Linked DNA regions of Canis lupus: region 2 is linked to region 1. The links are chromatin contacts, called in public Hi-C maps. All regions are on one chromosome and are shown on one strand. The core of a region is the stretch at or near the end of the contact, and the rest is flanking DNA. Distances in the headings are between cores, read along the strand shown. Region 1 holds the start of SKI (ski oncogene). Region 2 overlaps SKI (ski oncogene).

The links. A called contact is a pair of places that touch in the nucleus more often than the background predicts.
Region 2: a contact with region 1 is called in a Hi-C map of blood, with 2.1 times the contacts expected there. The contact joins the enhancer-like site here to the promoter of SKI in region 1. A contact is called at or near these places in 3 of 9 Hi-C or Micro-C datasets (all in blood).

The regions. Positions count from the first base shown.
Region 1 is chr5:57,618,997-57,623,159 of UU_Cfam_GSD_1.0, forward strand. It overlaps SKI (ski oncogene), which reads left to right and starts at 2,142. Exons shown (of 7, transcript XM_038537690.1): 1 at 2,142-3,141. The coding sequence starts at 2,173.
Region 2 is chr5:57,691,519-57,695,259 of UU_Cfam_GSD_1.0, forward strand. It overlaps SKI (ski oncogene), which reads left to right. Exons shown (of 7, transcript XM_038537690.1): 7 at 1-187. Among named protein-coding and RNA genes, the nearest start is that of RER1, 60 kb to the right of the region's middle. Within about 2 kb of position 2,008, at least 4 of the 20 cell types and tissues checked have an H3K27ac peak or open chromatin away from gene starts, as enhancers often do. A contact at or near this core is called in blood, where this site is marked.

The DNA.
Region 1 (4,163 bases), core at 892-3,391:
CCAGTGCCCAGGCCAGCTCGGAGCTCCTGCCTAGCTTGCTGGACTGTCCTTCTGCCCTAGGGTTGAGCACAGACTGTCTCTTTGATTTCAAGTCCCCACGTAATAGGCCTCACCTGGGGGCACCCTGCCTCTTGTGGGGGCTACCTAGCCAGCTTGTCCCACTGTGAGCCCTGGTCTTCTCCCACCCTGCACTTCAGGCGTCTCCCCCATGACACAGCCAGTTCCTGGAAGGGCACACAGCAGGGCGGCCCTCCGGCCAGGGTGAGGGGCTGCAGCAGAAGAGTCAGGCCACCTGTCTGTGGCAGGAAGGGGCCAGGGTCCCCAGCCCCCTCCCCACCTTTGGCCGTGGCAGTGACTGAAGCTGTGTAGCTCAGGCACCAAGGCCCTGCCCTGAGCTGCAAGAAGTCCTGCAGTGGGACACCGTGTGCGGGGACCCAGGTGCAGGATCTGTGTGTGGGGACCCAGGTGCAGGGTGGTGGGATTCGGGGACCAGGGTGCAGGATCCGTGTGCGGGGACCCGGGTGCCGGATCTGGGAGCAGGGTCGTGGGGTGGAGGCCGTGTGGGGCCTGCACGTGCGGGGGAGCCCTGGGACACGGTGCATCGTGTCTGCTTGCGCGGGGTGCTCCCGGGAGGGTCAGTCCTAACGCGTGGGAACCCACTGGCGTCCTCGTCCTTCCAGGAGGCCCGGGTCGCGCGCTATGTGGGGTCCCCGTCCTGCCGGATCCGCGAGGTGTGCGGTGGAGGCCGCGCAGGCCGCCGTCCTGCCCGCCCCTCCGCGGGTCTGCGGTTGTGGCGGGGGCCGCGTGTGGGTTTCTGGGCCCGGCAGCGGTGACGGCGGCGACGGCGGCGGCGGCAGCACGGGCGCCTTCCCAGCCGCGCAGGAAGCGGCCTCGGCCGGAAGGGGGGGCCCCGGGCGCCGCCACTGCCCCCGCCGAGCGCCCTTCCGGCGGGCGGGGCCGAGCAGCGCCGAGCGGGGCCGAGCGGCGCCGAGCGGGGCCGAGCGGGGCCGAGCGGGGCCGAGCGGCGCCGAGCGGGGCCGAGCGGGGCCGAGTCCCGGGCGGGCGGGGCCGAGCGGAGCCGAATCGCGGCCGAGCGGAGCCGAGTTCCTGGCGGGCCGGCCCGAAGGCGGCCGAGTCGGCCCGAGCCGCGGGCGGGGCGGCGGCGGGGGAGGGGGAAGCGCGCGTTCTTGGAAGAGCCAGGCCGGGAGGCGGTCGCATTCCTGGCCGGCGCTCGGCTGAGGCGGACGCGCGGCTCCAGACGGCGCGAGGGGCGGGGCGGCGGCGCGGGGCGGGGCGGGGCGGCGCGGGGCGGGGCGGCGGCGTGAGCTCAGCGCTCCGCGCTCAGTCCGAGCCGGAGCGAGCCGCCGGGAGGATGTGCGCCGAGCCCCGCGCCTCCGCCGCCGCCGCCGCCGCCGCCGCCGCCGCCGCTGCCGCCGCCGCCGCGCTCTGAGGGCCGCCGCCACAGGCGCTCCCGCCGCCCCGGAAGCCGCGCGCAGGCGGGCGGGCGGGCCGCGGAGCCGGGCGCCGGCGGCGGGGTGGGCGCGGGCCGGGCCGGGGCGGCCGGCGGCGGGCGCGACGCGGCCGGCCAGCGCCGCCGGGACGAGCCGGGCGGGCGCCGCGCGGTGGGAGGAGCGGGGCGGCGGCGGCGCGCCGCGCGAGGACGGCCCGGCGGGCCCCGCGCCCGCGCCCCCGCTCCTCCCGGGCCCCTCGGCCTCGGCCGCCGCGGCGATTCGCGCCTCGCGGCGCCGGCACCTGCCCGCGCGCCCCCCGCGAGCCCCGGGCCCGCGAGCGTTGGCGTTGGCGTTGGCGGCGCGCGCAGGGGCATGCCCCGCGCCTAGGGCCCGGGGGGCGCGCGGGGGGCGCGCGGGGGGCCCGGGCGGCGGCGGCGGCGGCGGGCGCGGCGCGGGGCGCGTGGATGTGGCGCCGGGCCCGGGCGCCGGCGGGCTCCAGCGGCGGGACCCCTTCGCCCCGCCCGCCTACCCCTTCGCGCCCCCGGGCGAGGCCGAGGCCTCGGCCGTGATCGGCCGGGAGCCGGCGGCGGCGGCGGCGGCGGCGGCGGGGGGGGGCCGGGGCCGGGGCCGGGGGCGCCGCCGGGGCTCGCGGGGCGGCGGCGGGGGCCGCGGGGGCCCCGGCGCGCGGGAGCGGGAGCGGCCCGGGGAGCCGGAGCGCACCATGGAGGCGGCGGCGGGCGGCCGCGGCGGCTTCCAGCCGCACCCGGGGCTGCAGAAGACGCTGGAGCAGTTCCACCTGAGCTCTATGAGCTCGCTGGGCGGCCCGGCCGCCTTCTCGGCGCGCTGGGCGCAGGAGGCCTACAAGAAGGAGAGCGCCAAGGAGGCCAGCGCGGCTGCCGTTCCGGCGCCGGTCCCCGCGGCCGCCGAGCCGCCGCCCGTGCTGCACCTGCCAGCCATCCAGCCGCCGCCGCCCGTGCTCCCCGGGCCCTTCTTCATGCCGTCCGACCGCTCCACTGAGCGCTGCGAGACCGTGCTGGAGGGCGAGACCATCTCGTGCTTCGTGGTGGGCGGCGAGAAGCGCCTGTGCCTGCCGCAGATCCTCAACTCGGTGCTGCGCGACTTCTCGCTGCAGCAGATCAACTCGGTGTGCGACGAGCTGCACATCTATTGCTCGCGCTGCACGGCGGACCAGTTGGAGATCCTCAAAGTCATGGGCATCCTGCCCTTCTCGGCGCCCTCGTGCGGGCTCATCACCAAGACGGACGCCGAGCGCCTGTGCAACGCGCTGCTATACGGCGGCGCCTACCCGCCGCCCTGCAAGAAGGAGCTGGCCGCCAGTCTGGCGCTGGGCCTGGAGCTCAGCGAGCGCAGCGTGCGTGTGTACCACGAGTGCTTCGGCAAGTGCAAGGGGCTGCTGGTGCCCGAGCTCTACAGCAGCCCGAGTGCCGCATGCATCCAGTGCCTCGACTGCCGCCTCATGTACCCCCCGCACAAGTTCGTCGTGCACTCGCACAAGGCGCTGGAGAACCGGACCTGCCACTGGGGATTCGACTCGGCCAACTGGCGGGCGTACATCCTGCTGAGCCAGGACTACACGGGCAAGGAGGAGCAGGCACGCCTTGGCCGCTGCCTGGACGACGTGAAGGAGAAGTTTGACTATGGCAACAAGTACAAGCGGCGGGTGCCCCGGGTGAGTGACCCTGCTGGCTGGGGCCATGGGAGGACGCTGGGTGCTCTGGGCCCCAGGGCCTGGAAGCTGGGAGGGCTGGGTCCTGGGGAAAGGCTGGGGGGCCCTCCTGGGCCAGGGGCTCTGTGTGTGCAGCTTGGGGCTTGTCTTGGGGTTTGGATTTGATTTAAGGAAGTTCAGGGTTGTGTTGGGTCCCTCCCTAGTCGTGGCTGTGTAGGAAGGTCCTTTTGCTCGACCCCTGTGATGAGCCAGCTTGCTTGGGACAGGGGCCCTAGGGGTTCGGCCTGGTGGCTGGAGAAGCATTCCCAAGGCCCACAGCCATTGCCCTGATGGGCTTAGGAATGGCGGGAGGCTCGGCTCCAATACTCAGACACTCTTGCCCCCAGAGAACTGAGAAGTGAGATCCGGGCGGGCCCAGGCTGCAGCCTCAGGCCTAGGCCTTCCTCGGGCCACTGTGAGGAGGGGTGCAGACCCGGTGGGCCCCTAGGCTCGCACACAGAAGGGTGCCTGCCAGTGGTCCTCAGCAGACAGAACTGGGCCTGGCAGGGCCGGTTTGTGCCTTGAAGTCTTGGGAGACAGGCTCAGAAATGCAGCCAGGTGTCCAGGCCACAGTGGCAGGGGGCCGAGACTCGGTGACTCCAGTTCTGTGCGTTTCCCTGGGCCTGCCAGGGTGTGAATCCCAGAGTCCCCCATGTGGGGGCAAGGGCTGATTGGCCCTGGGCTTGGGGCCTGGTCAGCGGGCACCTGGGCCCTGAGTAGGAGTAGCTCGTGGCCTGCGATTTGTTTTGGACACGCCCGTTTCCTTGTCTCCCTCTCTCTCAAATGCTGCAGGGCGGGGGAGGGCCACTGGCCGAGGCTCTGTTGTTTGCCAGGCGGAGGATGTGATCCGTGTGATCTGGCTGGGCAGCTCCTGGGCGACTGGACGGTGAAACCTCTCATTGGGGTCTTCACCAACTTCTCGGTGTCTTCCCCTCCCCAAGTATTTGTAACTTTTCTTTTAAATATCCAGGCTTATTAAATTGCAT
Region 2 (3,741 bases), core at 758-3,257, 72 kb after region 1:
AAACACAGCTCTACCTTTATATCCGCCAGGAGCGTCTGCACCGCTGTTCCCTCCTTTGCTGCTGCTAATGACAACATGATGACTTACTCTACTATCGAAAACTATTTTTATGTAATTAATGTATGCTTTCTTGTTTATAAATGCCTGATTTAAAAAGAAAAAAGAAAAAGCTTGGCATATTTATCTACTTCGCTGTGTACCCGTTAGTCCTTTGGCGCCCCTCCCCCAGACAGATGACCTTGTACAATAAAGGACTTTGAGAGTATGCCTAGGACAGCCATGCTTGGGCCCCAAGGTTCCCCCCCCCAGGGCCGCCCCTCCCCCCGGCCCCCATTTGGGCCTGAGCCCTGGGAGGGGATGGGACCAACCGTGTCTGCCCTCCAGACTGGGGAGGGGGGCCTTTGGTCTCCATGGCCCCTGAGTGAAGTGGGGCGCAGGTAGGCAGCACTCTGCCTGGGGTGCTGTCTGCCTCTCTTGAGCCCAGAGACTTGCCCCCCAGGTAGATGGCTGGTGCCCCTCGTGCCCTATCGGAGCAGGGAGCAGCACTGGGACTCTGCTGGGCTAGGGGCTGGGCTGCCATCTCTCCCAGATGCCTGGGGCTATGTACTCCCGGCTTCCCCGTGGCCCTCAGAGGTCCTGTGCAGGTCAGCTCCCGGGGAGGGGGCACAAGGCCCACTGTGGTCCCGACAGCCCCACCCAGGCCAGGAAGAGCCCGCTCTACCTTGGGCCCAGGTCAGGCCTAGGGTGGGGACAGCAGATACCAGGAGGCCAAGCCTTGCCTGCCCTCACCTCTGCCTGCTATTCATGGGCTCACCCTCATGGGGTGCCCCCAAGGGCCTGGGACAGAGGTGGGGTCCGGGGCAGGGGACGAGGGCCCCAGCCACTGCCCCCACTTGACCCCGTCCTGCTGCACAGGCCTCAGTGCTGTCTGCCCCCCTCTGTCACCAGGGTGTCAACGGGCCTGGCTCCCCGCCCTCTTGGGGATGGTCTCCCACGGAGCTGGAGGACACCATCAGTCAGATTGCTCCCTTAGCAGGGCCGGATACTTGGGTTGTGGGCCCCCTCCTACCACCTCCACCCCAGGGCACCAGCCAGCCCTCCTTGGGAGGGCCACCCCTCACTGTCTCTGGGGTCCCCTATTGGGGGTCCCGGAGGCACCCCTGCAGCCACAGTGGTGAGCTGAGGGCTGCAGCAGTGGGCAGCTAAGGCCCTACTCCTGCCGATGCCAAACACTCGCCTCTTTCTCAGCCTCATGACCAAGCCTGCCCACCTTGCGTGACCTTTCAGAAGACCTTGAATACCCACGGGGCAGCAATGCCCTGAGCCCCACCAAGTGAGTGTCCCCATGCTGCTGCCACCGAGGGCCCTCAAGCATCCCCCAGAGCAAGTCCTCCTGCCATCCCCCCGGGCCCCTTGGTTCTGTCCTCCACCCTGGTTCCCTGAACGTCTGCGTGCCGCCCTGAGTGTGAGGGCCACAAAGGGTGAGGCTGGCCTGAAGGAGGGCTTCTCAGGGTGGCAGGGCTGCCTGAGAGGGGTGGCCCCATGGCCCGGATGGTGCTCAGCCCCAGGGCCTTTGAGCTGGTCCGGCAGCAACCTCAAAAGGCCCGGATGCCAGCCAGCACGTCCCGAGGGTTGGGGCACCTGGGTGGCTCAGCCTGTTCTGGGTCAGTCTTGGGATCTGGGCTCCGGTTGTGGCTTCATGGGTGGGGGGATGGAGACCGTATTGGGCTGTAGGCTCAGTTGGCGGTGGTCTGCTTGAGCTTCTAGCTCGTGGGCCCCCCCTTTTCTCCCAGCTCATGCACAGTGGTTGTGGGTACACGCTATTGCACATTCGCACTCTTGCTCGCTCCCCCCCCCCCATCCTTAAAGGTTCCTGGGAACCCTGATGCAGGCCAGACAGGACAGGAGCCCCCTGGTGAGGACGCCCCTCCCAAAGCCCCCTTCCTAGTACTTCTAGCCACACCCTTCCTCTTCACCCCACCTCCAGGTCCCCCAGCTCAGGACCACCCGCCTCTCCAGCATGGCCGGGCTCTGGTCTGGGTCCCCGAGTCTGTCCTGCGAGTCCGTCCCGTGGCGTGGCGGCCCGGCGGCCCATGGAGCCCTGGCAGGGGCTGCTCCCTGTGCTGGTGGCTCTAGGGCCTCCCCAAGGGGGTGCTGCTCTGCAGGCTGCGTCTCCAAGTCCCCGGGGATGGTGAGCACAGGCTAGAGGGGCTGCTCCTGGGCACCTACGCAGGGGCCTGCCCTGTGACCCACCCCCACCCCCAGCTTTCACTTCTGCCTGTCACCAGCAGTCAGGGCCACAGCCCTGTCTCTGGTGCTCTCAGCTGTGCCTGCCTGGCTCGGTCTTGGGATCTCCACCCCTCCTCCCAGTCTGTTGGCTCCAGAGCCACAGTCTGGCCCCCCAGGCCCCACCCAGCACCCTGTGGTCAGGGGGGCTGACCGCAGGCCGAGAACTTGCACCCTTATCTGGGGCAGCGGATGCCAGGCGCACCCTCCGTGGAAAGAGGAAGCCGCCTGCCCATTTACAGTAACAGCTGGGAGGGCCCCTCCCCCCTGGGCCCCTGGGGAGGACCGTGGGGTCAGTTCCCCTGCCCCTCCCCCCCCCCCGTGCTCAGCGTGGTCCCTCGCCCTCCACACCACCCGCACCCCTGGCTGTGGCCAGCAGCCCCGTCCTGGACTCACCCAGCCTGGAGCCCCACCTGCCTCTGCTGGCCACCGGCACCCTCTCCCTCCCTCTCCACCTGTCCTGACACAGGTCCCCCCTTCCTGCTGGCCAGGCAGAGGCAGCTCTCCGACTGCAGGGGGGGGTCCCTGAAATCCCCAAGGCCCCACACCCACACCCTGCTGGCGAGGGGCCCGGGCACTCAGGGTGACCGCCACCTGTGGGGAGGCAGGGCTCCTTGGGAGGGTCCCGTAAGACTGTGCCCTCAGGAAGGGGGTTGTGCTGGCCCCAGCTGACTGTGAAAGCAGGGCCTTGGAGGGGACCCTAACCCTCCCCACAGAAACCCAGTGTGCTCTGTGCCCTCTGGTGTGCCCTGCCCACTGCCAAGCCACCCTGGGACGGGTGGGGGCAGAACGTTTGGGGCCCGGATGCCTGCCTGCCCCTGCCCTCCTGCCCCCCACAGAGTGATGACGTGAGCCTTGCAGGCCTCACATGCGTGGCCATCTGTGCCCAGACCTGTGCCAGGGGCTGGGGGCCGCAGGGGCCGGGGCTCCCAGCACTGGAGCAGGTGGCCCCACTGCGGGGGGCAGTACGGATGGGCAGGTGGAGCGGCCTGTGCCAGGCAGGTGTCTGGCAGGGCCAGGGTCAGCCTTCCTGTTCCCAGCCTGGCCCAGGAGCCCTTACTGGCAGGAAGCCGGGCCCAAACTCTTGCCCAGGTCTCTGGTCCTGCCACAGAAGGTTATTCTGGAAACCTCTAGGGACAGGGTGCCTTGGGAAGGCTGAAGCCCGAGATCGGGGCTTGGTCTCCCCGCAGAGGACACCTGAGTCCAGCTCCAGGCCCAGGCAGAGGTGGGACAGGGGAAGGCAGCGGAGCAGGGATGTAGGCAGTGTTCAGGGAGGCTGTGGGCAACTGCTGTGGTGTCTGCAAACTTGTGCGCCTGGGAAAACCAGGTTGGCTCGTGCAAACTGGCAAGTGCCAGGGTGCCCACCAGGCCCTCTGTGGCCCCCACCTGTGCCCTCCCCTCACATTCCTCCAGTGCCCGGTGAACTCCCCTTCCCCATCTCAGCCCCTCCAGGTA